Linked DNA regions of Xenopus laevis: region 1 is linked to region 2. A link is a contact called in public Hi-C data. All regions are on one chromosome and are shown on one strand. The core of a region is the stretch at or near the end of the contact, and the rest is flanking DNA. Distances in the headings are between cores, read along the strand shown.

Evidence for each region. Hi-C and Micro-C count contacts between places; a contact is called where the count stands out from the background.
Region 1: a contact with region 2 is called in a Hi-C map of the XTC cell line, with 2.7 times the contacts expected there. The contact joins the enhancer-like site here to the promoter of LOC108708418 in region 2. A contact is called at or near these places in 2 of 4 Hi-C or Micro-C datasets (the XL177 cell line and the XTC cell line).

The regions. Positions count from the first base shown.
Region 1 is chr2L:116,559,877-116,564,749 of Xenopus_laevis_v10.1, reverse strand. It overlaps rasa3.L (RAS p21 protein activator 3 L homeolog), which reads right to left. Exons shown (of 23, transcript NM_001093333.1): 13 at 3,041-3,164; 14 at 120-226. Among protein-coding and RNA genes, the nearest start is that of gas6.L, 59 kb to the left of the region's middle. Within about 2 kb of position 2,754, at least 3 of the 7 cell types and tissues checked have an H3K27ac peak or open chromatin away from gene starts, as enhancers often do.
Region 2 is chr2L:116,450,216-116,454,819 of Xenopus_laevis_v10.1, reverse strand. LOC108708418 reads left to right here and starts at 1,829. Exons shown (of 5, transcript XM_018247093.2): 1 at 1,829-1,993. The coding sequence starts at 1,901.

The DNA.
Region 1 (4,873 bases), core at 1,505-4,004, 110 kb before region 2:
AAATTAAAAGCCAAAGTCTGGCACAGTGTTATATTCCCACTGAGTTCCATTCAGCCACTTCTCCACATAGAGTGCCACTTTGACATGTCATTGGCACAGATCTTCTCACAAGCACTTACTGGGTGATGAGGGCTGAGCTGGAAGAGATTAGGGGATAGGATGGCAGGTGCAAAGAATCGGAGAAAAATGAAGCTGCTCACAGCTGTGTATCGAACATCTGGATCACCTGAAGAAAAAAATGATAAAAATCAAATGTTATGCCATTAGTGGAGGATAGGAAACAGCAAATAAATAATGACAGATGCAAGAAACAAGCATATTGCTGTGTACACAGAGCATTTGCACCTACGACATGGGCATGGCACATAGGCTTGCTGTGTTGTGGGCTGCATGGCCTGTTCATGCATGTTTGGTACATGCTTTTTCCTGCAAGGTTTGTGCTTGTGCCTGGAGTGTGTTGTACAGCATTTGCACTGCACTGAATGTGGCTGAATGGCAAGCATGAAAAGAAATGCAACCTGACAAGTTTTATTGTATCACAATGAGACGTGATACACTGTAAATACAAGTCTCATATGTACATAGCAATAGGTGTCAAGGGCACATGCATTTTTGCACACTGCCCTGAAATCTGACATATATCAACTCTGTATCACTCAGTATTAGGGATGGGCAAATCTGACCTGTTTCGATTCGACAAAAATTTGCGAAACAATGAAAATTCGCCAGAATGCATTGAAGTCTATGGGCGTCAAAAAAATGACGTGCGACAAATTACGCAACATATTTTTGACGTGCGAAAATTTAGTCTATAGGCACCCAGTAGTCTGTAGGCATCATTTTAGATTCGAAACTTGGCGAAAAATTTCGCTCATCGCTCCTCACTACATTTCTAATGTATACATGACATTGAGAAAAAGATAAAACACATACATTTGTCAAATTGTGGTTTTTATAAAAACCTCAGCATGTGGACACAAAGGAACAAAATTTCCAGAACCATAACTGCCAATCAGAAAACGCCCTTTTTTCTGATGTTGATCATTTGTTCTGCAAAATTATTAGATGCCACCAATGTATCTGAATCTCTAATTATTTATTTTCTTCATTGGAATTTGTATTACAGTATATGACTTTTCTTAAACACACCAGGCATTTTTGTATAATTGCAAGAACCTGAAATGGCCACTGCCTCCTCTCACTGACTTGAATGGGAAACAGCTGACCAGTACCTGATCAGAACCAGTACTGAAGCCCAAACATTAGTTTCCAAAGTGAAAAGTGCCAATATGGGTGCTTTTGTGTGTAACCCAGCTGACAGAAAAAATGCCTAGAGCGACATCAGCTTAAAGGATAAGTAAACATTTAAAATAAGTAATGTAAAATTGATGATTGTGCTATTGTAAGAAGTTTTGCAATGTACATTCACTATTTATTTTGTTTTTATTGCAGGATATTAAGAGATACATGTACTGTTAATGTGAAAGACTTTTGTTACAACATCACCATCTGCTGGTCAGTTTCTGACCAGTCTGACCTCCAAGTAGTCAAGGAAGTTGTCAGGAGAAAGAAAGAGGCTGCTCTGATGTTCTTCTGCTTAGGAAAAAAAATATAGAAACCTTTCTCGCATCTTTCCTACGCAGAAGAACATCAGAGCAGCCTCTTTCTTTCTCCTGACAACTTCCTTGACTACTTGGTGGTCAGACTGGTAGGAAACTGACTAGCAGGTGGTGATGTAACAAAAGTCTTTCACATTAAAAGTACATGTATCCCCTTTATTTGTTTTAGGAAAATGTGATGGTGTTAGCAACTGGAGTGGATATATGCAGTACAAATGATGTGGCTTGGGTGGGGATGATATGCCTAATTTATATACATGATAGGAAAATGTAGGCTTTACATGTCCATGCAAATACCATACCACCATACCATTCCTGTGTGTGTTTTTAGCCATTTACCAGTGGTGTTGGGTCTCTTAACCAATGATATTTAATTAACATCTGATGAGCACTATCTAATCCAGCAGTCCCCAACCTTTTATACCTGTGAGCCACATTCAAATGTAAACAGAGTTGGGGAGCAACACAAGCAGGACAAAAATTCCTGGGGGCGGCAAATATGGGCTGTGATTGGCTATTGGTAGCCCATATTGTTTTTATACAACCAAAACTTGCCTCCAAGTCAGAAATTCAAAAATAATCACCTGCTTTGAGGCCACTGGGAGCAACATCTGAGGGGTTGGAGAGCAACATGTTGCTCACGAGCTACTGGTTGGGGATCACTGATCTAATCCATGTGGCTTTTTGTTGTTACTTTTACAGCTTTATTATGTGCAACCCCCAGGTTTTAATATAAAGCCAACATGCATTTTCCCAGTGAGTCTGCACTTTATTTGTTGTCGTTTTAGAAAAAGCTCTTATTTCCTAGGAGTGGAAGGAGTCTAGCCAAGAGTATAGCTGATAGTTGTTGACTTCCTCTGTTTCACCACAAAGAATTTGCCCTGTCAGGTATATGGAGAAAGGTTAAGTCCGGACGCATAGAAAGACCCGCCAACAGTGTGAATACGTGAGAAGGCTTTTAATGCTGTTACGCTAACCACTTCACTGACTTTATTGGCATTCTGATAAAGGCACTTAGGAAATGTGTTGAAATTGAAGCAGAACAAACTAAAGCAATTTGTGTATGAATGCTTTCATTCAATGTCACACTAACAGACCTCCAGCTGTTGTGAATGACAAGGCAGCCAAAGCTGGGTGGAGAACTGGGGGGTTGTAGTTCAAAACAGTTTCATAGTTGCAAGCTCTTTGCACTGGTAAAGCTGCTATCTTCTAACTTCTATCATTGGTTTCTAAGATTGATAAAGCAGCAGGTATGTTACAGAAATGTCTCCCACAAGCCCTCCTTCCACCCACTCAAATACCATATTTAAAAGAGAGAGGCAGCAAATGAGAACATTCTGAGCAAAGCGGTGTGAAACACTACCATTCACATACTTATACTTTCAATGGGATGCTTAGTTTGTTTTCAGTACCAGCCTTACTTTGAAAACGCTTGGCGGCTGACTCTCTCAGTGAGAAAAAAATGTCACACATGACGGTGGGGCAGCTAACGCCAGATTTTGTGATGACATCAAATATCCGGTCTACATAATTTTTCAGGTTTTCCTAGAATAATTTGAAAGACAAAATAATGTTAATCGTTAGTGAGCTAACACATTTTTTCACGTTGTCAAACAGAAAGAAAGATTTTAGCCAACGCTCCTGATGCCGATTGGGATGGCTCATTGCCTACCTCCCAGGGCTGTACTGTAACCATGCCAAGTACAATGAAAAAGCTAAACAAAGAAAATTGTAGCGGATATTAATAGCAGGGCAGTAAGCTTACAATCAGCACAGCTCATACTTCATGAAAACACAATCATCATATCTTGAAGCAAAACACTGCCATCTACTGTGTTATAAACATAACATAAAAACTGCCCACATTTCACAGTGATGGACAATGTAACACAATTGTATGCTTTAAAGGAACAGTAACACCAAACAATTAAAATCTTTCAAAGTAATTAAAACTATAGTATACTGTTGTGCTGCACTGATAAACCTGGTGTGTTTGCTTCAGAAACTCTACACTCGTTTATATAAACATGCTGCTGTGTAGCCATTGGGGCAGCCATTCACAGATGAAACAGGCGAAAAGGCACAGGATACTTAGTAGATAACAGATAAGCCCTGTAGTATATAATGAGATTCTTCAGAACGTATCTGTTATCCTTTGCTTGGATGGTTGCCCCCATGGCTACACAGCTTGTTTATATAAACTATAGTAATGTTTTTGAAGCAAACGCATCAGTTTTACCAGTGCAGGGCAACACTGCATAATACTGTTATTCCTTTAAAGGGGAACTATCACAAAAATGAAAATTTTATATAAGTTTCAGCATACTGAAATAAGAAAATTTCTAAATACAATCAATTAAAAATTTGGTACCGTTTCTGAAATAATCAAGTTTATCTTCACTATTCCTCTCTCAGCATCTGTTTGTCCTCATTCTGTCTTCATGCAGGAGTTGAGTGTCAGATGAATGATCCAATATATCTTATAGGGGGGCTCCTTTTGCCTAGAAAATGTATTAGGGCTCACTCTGTTAAAATCACCAGACATCATGTCTCTCTACATGCAGAATTGGTGCAAAAGGCAGTTATTTTGTTAGATTTTGTTTTTTTACTGGAATGTTATTTGAGGGAGCTCTAATACATCTGCTATAAAATATATTGGAACTTTCATCCGACCCAACTCCTGCATGAAGACAGAATGAAGAGAAACAGATGCTGAGAGGGGAATAGTGAATATAAACTTGATTATTTCAGAAACAATGCAGAATTTTCAATTGATTGTATTTAGAAAGTTTACTTCAGTATGAGGAAACTTATATTACATTTTCATTTCCCCCTTTAGTTATAGATAGTTCCCCTTTAAAAAACTTTAAAAAAATTTTTGGTGTTACTATTCCTTTAATGTTATATTGAAAGAAAACACCAGTTCCCTTCAGAGAAATATTCTACAACATGTCTGATAGAGATAAACTGTAGATAATGTTTAACCATAACATATTCCTGTTGGTTGGCTACTCTGTAAAACTGGTGTGTGGGTTCTTACAATCGACCGGCATTATTAGCCAAGTGATGGGTGTAAATCAGGACAATGGAATGCATGTATACATGGTTTAGAGATCTTGTGCAGGGTCATCAATTAAACAATATCACCAAAACTCCCACAGACATAGAGAACCATTGCTAGGCAAGCAGAAAAATACATGTAACCAGAGAACTGGTAAGAAAAAAGGCCATTAGGTAGATATTTTACTTTTTAT
Region 2 (4,604 bases), core at 580-3,079:
TCAAAAGAGCAAACAGATTTTTTTTATATTCAATTTTGAAATCTGACATGGGGCTAGACATTTTGTCTATTTCCCAGCTGCCCCTGGTCATGTGACTTGTGCCTGCACTTGCTTTTTGGCAGGCTGTTTTTCCTTCTCAATGTAACTGAATGTGTCTCAGTGAGACATGGGTTTTTACTATTGAGTGTTGTTCTTAGATCTACCAGACAACTGTTATCTTGTGTTAGGGAGCTGTTATCTGGTTACCTTCCCATTGTTCTTTTGTTTGGCTGCTGGATGGGAAGGGAGGGGGGTGATATCACTCCAACTTGCAGTACAGCAGTAAAGAGTGATTGAAGTTTATCAGAGCACAAGTCACATGACTTGGGGCAGCTGGGCAATTGACAATATGTCTAGCCCCATGTCAGATTTCAAAATTGAATATAAAAAAATATGTTTGCTCTTTTGAGAAATGGATTTTAGTGCAGAATTCTGCTGGAGCACCAATATTAACTGATTTATTTTGAAAATATTTTTTTTCCCATGCCAGTATCCCTTTAACAACCTCTTTAAAGGAGAAGTAAACCCTAAAAAAGAAAATGGATAAAAATGCCATATCTTATATACTGAACTTATAACACCAGCCTAAAGTTTCAGCAATGATCCGGGACTTCTAACTTGTCACAGGGGGTCACCATCTTGGAAAGTGTCTGTGACACTCACATGCTCAGTGGGCTCTGAGCAGCTATTGAGAAGCTAAGCTTAGGGGTCAAGCAGAAAATTAGGTTGGTCTGATGCTACAGGGCTGATTATTAAATTCTGATGCTAGTTGCACTGGTTTCTGTGCTGCCATGTAGTAATTATCTGTATTAATTACTAATCAGCCTAATATTGTGAAATTTCTATTCTATGTGTACTGTATATTGTGAGCTGGTCCCTAAGTTCAGTAAGTGACATCAGCACAGAGCATGTGCAGTGAATCAGCAGAAAAAAAGATGGGGAGCTACTGGGGCATATTTGAAGACACAGATCTTTACTGCTAAAGGGTTGTGGTTGCCTTGGGCTGGTACAGAAGCCCAGAACATAATGTACAACATTTCTTTAGTTAAGCTTTAGTTCTCCTTTAAATCTCAGCATTTTAGGCAGCCTATTTCTAATTTTAGAGAATAGGTAGTGAATACTGGGGAAGATGACAGTAAGCCATGGTTCTAAGACTAAATGCCCGAACAGGAACATTAAAATGTGGCCCAATTTGGTCCTGACTTCTGCTGCTTATTCTCCTGGTTGGTGATCACTGCCAGAGAGCTATGGACAGTGAATTAAGCGTCAGACAGCCTTGCTGCAATAATTTAACACAAAGAAGAACCAAGATTCTCATTTCATTCTGTTATTGTGCATAGCTTCTTTTATAAGGGATCACAAAACGTCTAATCTTCTGTTAGCAATATTACGTTTCCCCAAAATCAGGGGAAAAAAGTTAATAAGAAGGTTTCTCTGGAATTGGTTTAGATACGTTCCAAAGGTTTTCATCAATGAACTCTGATCTCTATAACACTATTTTTATGACACTGCTCAAAGGTTTGATATACCCTTCTTTTTCTAAATAATATCAAGAGTTATTATTAGTATTATGTTCCCTTCTGTATACTTCACATAAGAAGATACTATTTGTTAATAGTTTGTGTACTTATTGTACAGGGATCAGAGACAAGGATACACCACAGATCTAATTACAGTTATTGTTTGCTATTCTCTGAGCACGGTGTTTGAATAGCTACCACCAGCTATTCATTTTTCTCCAATACAAATGCCATGACAACCACCACATGACCGGCTTTAAACACACCACCGTCTCCAAGGCTTCCCTTCTCCACAAGCTGAGAAGTTGCTCACTTGCTGGGAAGTCTTCCACTTTGGCAGAATGCATCGATCCTATCAGCCAATCTTACCATGTGGTAATAAATACTTACAGCAAAAATGGGATGAAACCTACTACGATGAGCATAAAAGAAAGGTATGTCTAGTATAATGATATCAATAACAGCATTTAAAAAATTAGTAAAGTTGTTTGAACACATGTATCATACAGAACCTTGTTATAGCTCAGTGTTTATAGCTGTGAGTGAAGTCCCCAAATAGGTGCAAACTACCCTTGATAAATATGCTCCTTAATGAATTCTGTGTGGGACTAGGCTTAACCCATTAGAAAAGCCTAATCACATACAGAAAATTACATCCTAAATCAACAACATACACTTACAATGCATAAAATAGAGACATTAATATAAAAGACTGTCCAAAATTAATTATGGTAGTGTACATCATATCCCTAATGTTAAATAAATGAACTTTCATTTAAACTGTCCCAGTCACAAACTAATTACATTAAAGCTGTAAGCTACATGTGAATGGGGTATTTATAGTAAAGCGGGCCCAACTGGTTTTTTCACAAGATGCTGGTGTCAGAGGTGCTTTATAAAGTCTACCTCCAAGTTTCATGGATGCACTCACATGTAATAAGAAATAGACACTTTGTTGAAAATTGATTTTAAAAAATCATGTATATATAAACTATGGTGCCATAAAAAGTTTACACAAATCCACCAATAACATATGCCCTTTAATATATAATATGCACATAGTAAGCTGGCATAATTGTAATCTGGACATTATTTCCATTACCCCAAGGCCTAAATCATTGTTGGAGCAAACAGTTAGCTGCCTATGGGCACAATGATGCAATTTCACCCATGAGGTGCAATATTTGTTGCCCTATGATTCAAATACATATATCATATCTTTAGCTGTTGTAACTGTTGCAGTCATTCACTGGCATATTTTGTCTGTTTTGGGGACAACATCTCATTAAGGTTTTGGCATCACAGAAATGCATTAAGTGCCAAAGTAACACAATCATCACATAAATATGTTTATAAATCTGCCGCTATATCCCCATGCTTTCATTTTGATCTTCCAGCTCATGCATGTTTTATTCTAGTTGGATGACATTTTATTTTTCCAGTGATGCTTGTTGTCCCTAACACAGCACATAGGGCAGTCCATGAGGAGTCCTGCAGGTCAGATGTGACATTTCAAGATATATTTATAGTCCCCAACCTCTCTGTGTGTGCTAAAGGGCCTTCTCTGTATTGCATCTTCTCCTATGTTAGGTGGCATATTAGCAAGTAAAATGGCTGCCTGGAGAAATGCCCCTATTGTTTGTGCATGTTTTTTTTATCCAAATGAATTCTTAATATGAAATACCCTTAGATTACAAAATCTATAATCATTCTCAGAATGTGTTGTGACATTTCATCCAGCTTTTTCAGATCACTTTTTCTGGTTATTTATTGTAACAACAGAGATGGGGCTGAAAAGCCTAGGGCTGCCTTTGATATCCCAGAAGTGCAAGTCACAGCAAATGTGGTATTGCCATCAGCCTGAATGCATATGAGGCACACTTGTGTCAGCTTCCATAGGTGGCAGAAATACAATTGCTTCCAATTTATGCAAATGTCCCAAGGAAGCAGAGCTGTCACTTGATTTTATACTTCACAGAACAAGCTCCTCAAGAAACTGAATGTAATTGCCAACATTGTTTACTATGATTTTCTATGACAATACAAGTCAGAGGGGTAATGTAATAAAATGTCCAAGGTTGCAAAAGGTCTATTAAATTACAGTAATTAGGCTAAATTTACTGATTAGCTGTTTCAAAGCAAATAGCTTATTGGTTGGTAAGGGCTGGTACACCTGAACATACTTTTGGTCTTTTATTCCATTTCCCAAAGTCTACACCAGGGTTGAGGGAGCTCTGATCCTTCAGATGATGTCAGACTACAACTCTCAACAACCCTTGTCAATAATGGGCAGGATTGTGTAACCCATCTATAATTTAATGTGGAAATAGTATAGTGGAGTATAGAATGCTTATCCAGAATCAGTTATCTTAAAGGGATACTGTCATGGTGAAAACATTTTTTTTCAAAATGAATCAGTTAATAGTGCTGCTCCAGCAGAATTCTGCACTGAAATCCATTTCTCTAAAGAGCAAACAGATTTTTTTATATTCAATTTTGAAATCTGACATGGGGCTAGACATATTGTCAATTTCCCAGCTGCCCCAAGTCATGTGACTTGTGCTCTGATAAACTTCAATCACTCTTTACTGCTGTACTGCAAGTTGGAGTGATAGCACCCCCTTCCTCCCCCCCCAGCAGCCAAACAAAAGAACAATGGGAAGGTAACCAGATAGCAGCCCCCTAACACAAGATAACAGCTGCCTGGTAGATCTAAGAACAACACTCAATAGTAACAACCCATGTCCCAATGAGACACATTCAGTTACATTGAGAAGGAAAAACAGCAGCCTGCCAGAAAGCATTTCTCTCCTAAAGTGAAGGCACAAGTCACATGACCAGGGGCAGCTGGGATATTGACAAAATGTCTAGCCCCATGTCAGATTTCAAAATTGAATATAAAAAAATCTGTTTGCTCTTTTGAGAAATGGATTTCAGTGCAGAATTCTGCTGGAGCAGCACTATTAACTGATTCATTTTGAAAACATTTTTTTTCCCATGACAGTATCCCTTTAATGCCGGAATTGCAAAACTTTCAAAACTGCC